2 separate regions of the Gossypium hirsutum genome follow, and region 1 is linked to region 2. Evidence: chromatin contacts called from public Hi-C data. All regions are on one chromosome and are shown on one strand. The core of a region is the stretch at or near the end of the contact, and the rest is flanking DNA. Distances in the headings are between cores, read along the strand shown.

Evidence for each region. Hi-C and Micro-C count contacts between places; a contact is called where the count stands out from the background.
Region 1: a contact with region 2 is called in a Hi-C map of leaf, with 2.0 times the contacts expected there. The contact joins the enhancer-like site here to the promoter of LOC121206710 in region 2. A contact is called at or near these places in 2 of 34 Hi-C or Micro-C datasets (both in leaf).

Annotation. Positions count from the first base shown.
Region 1 is chrA09:42,150,724-42,153,423 of Gossypium_hirsutum_v2.1, reverse strand. No RefSeq gene overlaps it. Among protein-coding and RNA genes, the nearest start is that of LOC107889947, 7.0 kb to the right of the region's middle. Within about 2 kb of position 1,418, at least 7 of the 9 cell types and tissues checked have an H3K27ac peak or open chromatin away from gene starts, as enhancers often do. A contact at or near this core is called in leaf, where this site is marked.
Region 2 is chrA09:41,572,175-41,574,874 of Gossypium_hirsutum_v2.1, reverse strand. It overlaps LOC121206710 (transcription factor MYBS1), which reads left to right and starts at 1,428. Exons shown (of 2, transcript XM_041077799.1): 1 at 1,428-2,179; 2 at 2,345-2,700. The coding sequence starts at 1,761.

The sequences.
Region 1 (2,700 bases), core at 169-2,668, 580 kb before region 2:
ACTTCTGACACGGTCTCACTAAAACGTCAATTGTCATTCACAAAATCCCCAAACTCACGGTGCTTGACCAATCCTACCAAAAACCGAAAAGGCCTTCCTCTAGGTAAAGAAATCTCCAGATTAAGGCTGAGAAAAAATGCTCTATGGTCTGACTTAGTTTTGGGAAGATGGGTAATCAAGCTATTTCGAAAAATTTTTATCCATGCTTCATTCTTTAGTGTGTAATCCAATCTCTCAAAAAGCCTACCTCTGTGCCCTGTAAAGGGGAGCATCTCCTACCTGCTAAAAAACTACCAATTTTTTCATTAGGTGTCAAGATTACATTGAAATCACCAATAGCCATTCATGAAATTTGCCCCACGGGAATTGATAAGCTAAGATCCTCTCATACGTCCTTACGCTTTTGACGATTTAAGCTTCCATACACAAAAGAAATAAAAATCGATACTGAAGAAGAAATTGACCAAACCCAGGCGAGATTAAATTGAAGGTGATTGTGAACCACCTCAACCCGAACTGAATTTTTCCAACCAATCCAAATACCCCTAGAGTATCCTATTGCCCCCACGGATGTAAGTATCGAGCCCCAACTGTGCTATAATTTTATCTACTTTGGTCCCACTTACTTTGGGTTCAAGCAAACTAATAATATCCGATTTATATTCCATATTATAATCTGGAACTAGCACAACCCTGACAATTCCAAGAAAAAATTGAGAAATTCATGAAAAATAAAATGAAAATTAGTGACATACCATTACTGAGAATCAGCAACACCAACTAAATTGGAAGCTACTTTATCTTGCGCTCCATTTCCTGTTTCATTCACCATTTGGGACAAAATAAAAATCACCACTGCCTCCATAGATTCAACTAGAGGAATACGAGAATTCCCAGTAGATTTCCCCTTAATGATTTATTTAATTTCCAACCTCCTTGACCAATACCAAACTTGCCACTATTTTTTCTATTTTTATTTCCTAAACTACCCGCTCCTAAGGCATCAAAGTTAATGTACTTCAGCAAGTTCATGGAAATTTGGGTGCGAATTTTCCTTAAAAACTACAACAGTGTGCTTATCAGGATCTAAAACGCCATCGGACAATTGGACCCCAACACCCACAGGACCTTCGAAGGTTGGATTGAAGTGTGCTTTAACTCCATCAAATTCATTAGCCTGCACGGATGGCTCCAGTCCCGACGCATTTGCACCTACAGCAAATAAAGCAGAAATTTTTTCGAAACGAACAAAATTAAAACAAGAGTTGGATTGAACTTGGTTGTGATCATCTTGGGTTGATACATAAGGAAGCTGCCCATCACTTTCAGGCCCTGATTTTGCAGCTGGAGTGGCCTGCTTCCCCAAAGGCCCTTTATTTGGACTGCTTCCAGGTTCATTAAACTTAAGTGAGCCCTTCATAGTCCTGACAGCCCAACTGGCTTAATAGCAGCCCTCCATCACTAGCGCCCTTGGACGCTGAAACAATTTTATTAACTTGGGCCTGGTCAACTTTATTTGAAAAGCTTTGGACCACCTTTATTGGAATTTACTTCTAGATTTTCTTTTTCTAATCCTTGCAATAATTTAATTATAGGGTTTTTATCTTTTCGCAAAGAATCTGTAAATCCCTCTTTTCCCGCAACGTTCATTCCATTTTCTTTCTCTAAATTATTCAAAGCTTGAAAGCGAGATCCCAAAACTTTCTTTATAGTGTTGTTCTTTCCAAAATTTTGTGGGTCCTTAGATGGTTTCTTCATTTTGCGCACCACCAGCATCCAAGGTCCAAAAGGGTCAGTTTCCACCGCCGGTTCAGTTTCTGGAATTCCATTTTCTGGCGTCGTGTTTTTCCTGGCCGAATATTCCAGAATCTCTTTCACTTGCCCACGGTTCTCTTTGAAATGTCCATAACGACAGCAAGAGAAAAAAACAACCGGTAAAGATTCGTACTGAATCCGCTGAACTTTTCCGTTAATCAAAACCATTGAAATCAAGAGTTTTTCCAGGTTAATATAGATCGCCATGCTAGCATATCTGCCCCTTGCTTTACCATCCGTGTTAAAGTCCAATTTTGCAACTTTTCTAACCATACCACCTATTTTCCACAGGATTTTCTTCATATACATATGGCCTGTAAGTCCCGGGAGTCTGAGCCAGGTCATAACCACACTCGAATAGGGTTTAATGGGATCGAAATCCGTTGTCCATAGTTGTACCATTAAATATTGCCCAATAATAGTCCATGGCCCTTGAGATAATACCTTTTCATAGTCTACTAGATTTTGAAATTTCACCAGAAAATACCCATTTTGAAGCGCATGGACAGTTTCTAGATACCATAGATCCGATTTTGAAGCGCCGCGAATCCAATATTTCTCCCCGGTAGTTTAAGCACCACCGAGGTAGCCATGTTCTTGACTAAGATTTCGTTAACCCTGTCCGAGAACTCGATCGATGGAATACCATTAACTGATGATCTTTTGATATCACCGTCTAAAAGAACAAAGTCATCATCCGTTCCTGAAAAAAGCCCCTCATTTCTCTCCTTGTTGGTCATGAGTTCCCTTTCCTAGAAGCATCTCTTTCCAAGAGAGTCGGTGTTAGGTTAACACCATCCACCATTTCTGAGTCCAAATCTGAATTCTGATCCTTGAACCGTACCTTCTTAGTGTTTCGATCACCGACAGAAACTGAAGCACCAT
Region 2 (2,700 bases), core at 179-2,678:
ATAAGCCACTCAAATAGTATAGATCTCAAAATGTATTTAAAATTCATCTTGTAAAATTAATTATACTTATGAAATTAAAAAGTTATGACAAGTATACGTATTTTTAATTTAAATGTAAAAATTAGACTTATTTAAAATTGAAGTCTTCGATAATTGAAGCTGATGTAATTTAAAGATATAAAATATTAATGTTTATTAAAAAATATATTAATATAATGGAAATTGATTTATTTTGTTAAAAAAATAAATATTATTAATTCAAATAAGTTGTTCGTTAATTTCATAAAATTGAGAAATCTTACATTACTTTACGAAGAGATGACATTAAAATTACTTCTATATTACCAAAGCTTTGTATTATGAAAATTTAGCACAGTTAGAAAATATAAAATTACCAAATTAAAATAAGTTTAAAATTTCAAATAAAAAAATATAATTTTGAAATTTTTTATTACTGCAAAAGGTATAAAATTTCTATAAACAGTCCAAATAACAAGGAAAGAAGGCATAATAGTATAGTTTTAAATTTAAAATTTAGTTTTTATATTTTTGTTTTTTATTTTTTAAAATTTAAAATTTAAATCTAATTGTTAATGTTGTTAAATTTTTTTAAAAAAATTTAGGCTCACTATAACACTAATTTTTTAGTTGTATCGTTACCGAGTGAGTACTTTTTTATTATTTCAATATCACATTATCAAATTTAACAAAAAAAAAATTAACATTATTAACATTAAACTTGAATTTAAATTTTTTTAAAATAAATAAATTAAATTCTTGAAAATAAAATTATAAAAACTAAAATTTAAATTTATGAAAAGTATGTAACTTTAAAACATATTTTAATTTAATTATGAGAAGAATGTACAAAATGCGCGCGTGGTGGTAATCTTCTAGAAAGATTCTCTGGGACCTCATCTCCCTTGATCTTGCTCCCTCTATGATTAGAGTAAAAAAGAGATGCTATTTTGCATCTCAGTCCCTATACATTTTTGAAAAAATTAAATTTAATTATTCTACTTTTAATCTCTTGAATAGTCTGATTTAAAATTTTAATATAAAAATTAATTGATAAACCTTTTGTTAACTTTTATTAAATTTGAATGTGCCTTTAATTTCTTTAAATCAATCAATGAATATTGAAATATCGTATATTCGAATATAGCGTAAATTTATTAATTAGATTTAAATTTAAAAAAAAAACAACATAGACTAAATTTCTTGAAAAATAGAGAGATTAAAAAAATATGTATAACTACAAATGCATTAAAAAGGAAGCATTTTATGAATTCTTTTTTAAATTTTATATAATTTTTCTTACCTTCTAATTAGGAACATGAAAATTTAAAATTTTTTTTATAGCTACAAGTGTCATAATTCACTTTATTGTTTGAGACTAATTCTATTTGAGTAGTAGTATTTAGGAGAAATCTTTCCAACAGTGATAATTTCAGAATTTGAACTCAGTCCAGATACTTTAAAACAAGTCGACTCTACTCCTTTCAATAGACTATCAGTGAAGATGACAATTTATGAATTGCTTTCAAAGTGGTCCATATCAATTTCATTTTATGTTTTAGATTTTATATTTTAATTTCCCCCTAATTTATTTTATACTTCTATCCCTTATCCTACACTCTCATTTCCCATTATTTTATTTTTATTTTTCGACCCTTTCCAAATGCAACTAAGCTGTTGAACATAAGAGAACATTGAGCTTAGAAATTGAGTGACCTCTTTTGTAGGGTATTATTGGTAGTATGGCAGGAAGTGTTAGTTGGAGCAGGGAAGAAGAGAAGGCATTTGAAAACGCAATAGCAATGCATTGGATAGAGAAAGAGGAATGTGAAGAGCAATGGGAAAAGATTGCTTCAACGGTTCCTACTAAAAGTCTTGAGGAGTTGAAACTTCACTATGAATTATTAGTGGAGGATGTTACTGCAATAGAGGCTGGTCATGTCCCACTTCCTCGTTATAAAGGAGAAGAACCTTCCTCTTCTGCCAAGGATCATTTTCATGGACCTTCCATGGCTCCTAATTCTGATAGGAGATCCAATTCCGGTTACGGAAATGGGTTTTCGGGGTTAACCCTTGATTCTACCGGACATGGAGGGAAACAGAGTTCGAGGTCCGACCAAGAAAGAAGGAAAGGAATCCCATGGACTGAAGAAGAGCATAGGTATTCCCCTCTACTACTTCTTGTCTGTTTTTCTTTTTTTTCTTAAATACTGACTTAAGTATTGGAACGTGACTCGAATTAAGACTTGAGTGCCCTAGGATTTGGGGTCTTATAGAAAATAAAGATATATGTAATGTGACAAGCAACATTACATGTGTTATTCAGGTTATTTCTACTTGGTTTAGACAAGTTTGGGAAAGGAGATTGGAGAAGCATTTCAAGGAACTTTGTGATATCGAGAACTCCGACGCAGGTGGCTAGCCATGCACAAAAGTATTTTATACGCTTAAATTCGATGAATAGAGACCGGCGGCGGTCCAGCATCCACGACATCACGAGTGTTAACAATGGGGATACATCTCATCAAGCGCCTATCACAGGCCAACAGGCTAACACAAACTCACCCGGTGCAGCGGTCATGGGGCAATCAGTGAAGCACAGGGCTCATCCGCATTTGCCGGGTTTAGGCATGTACGGAGCGCCTGTTGGGCGGCCGATTGCTGCTGCTCCAGGGCATATTG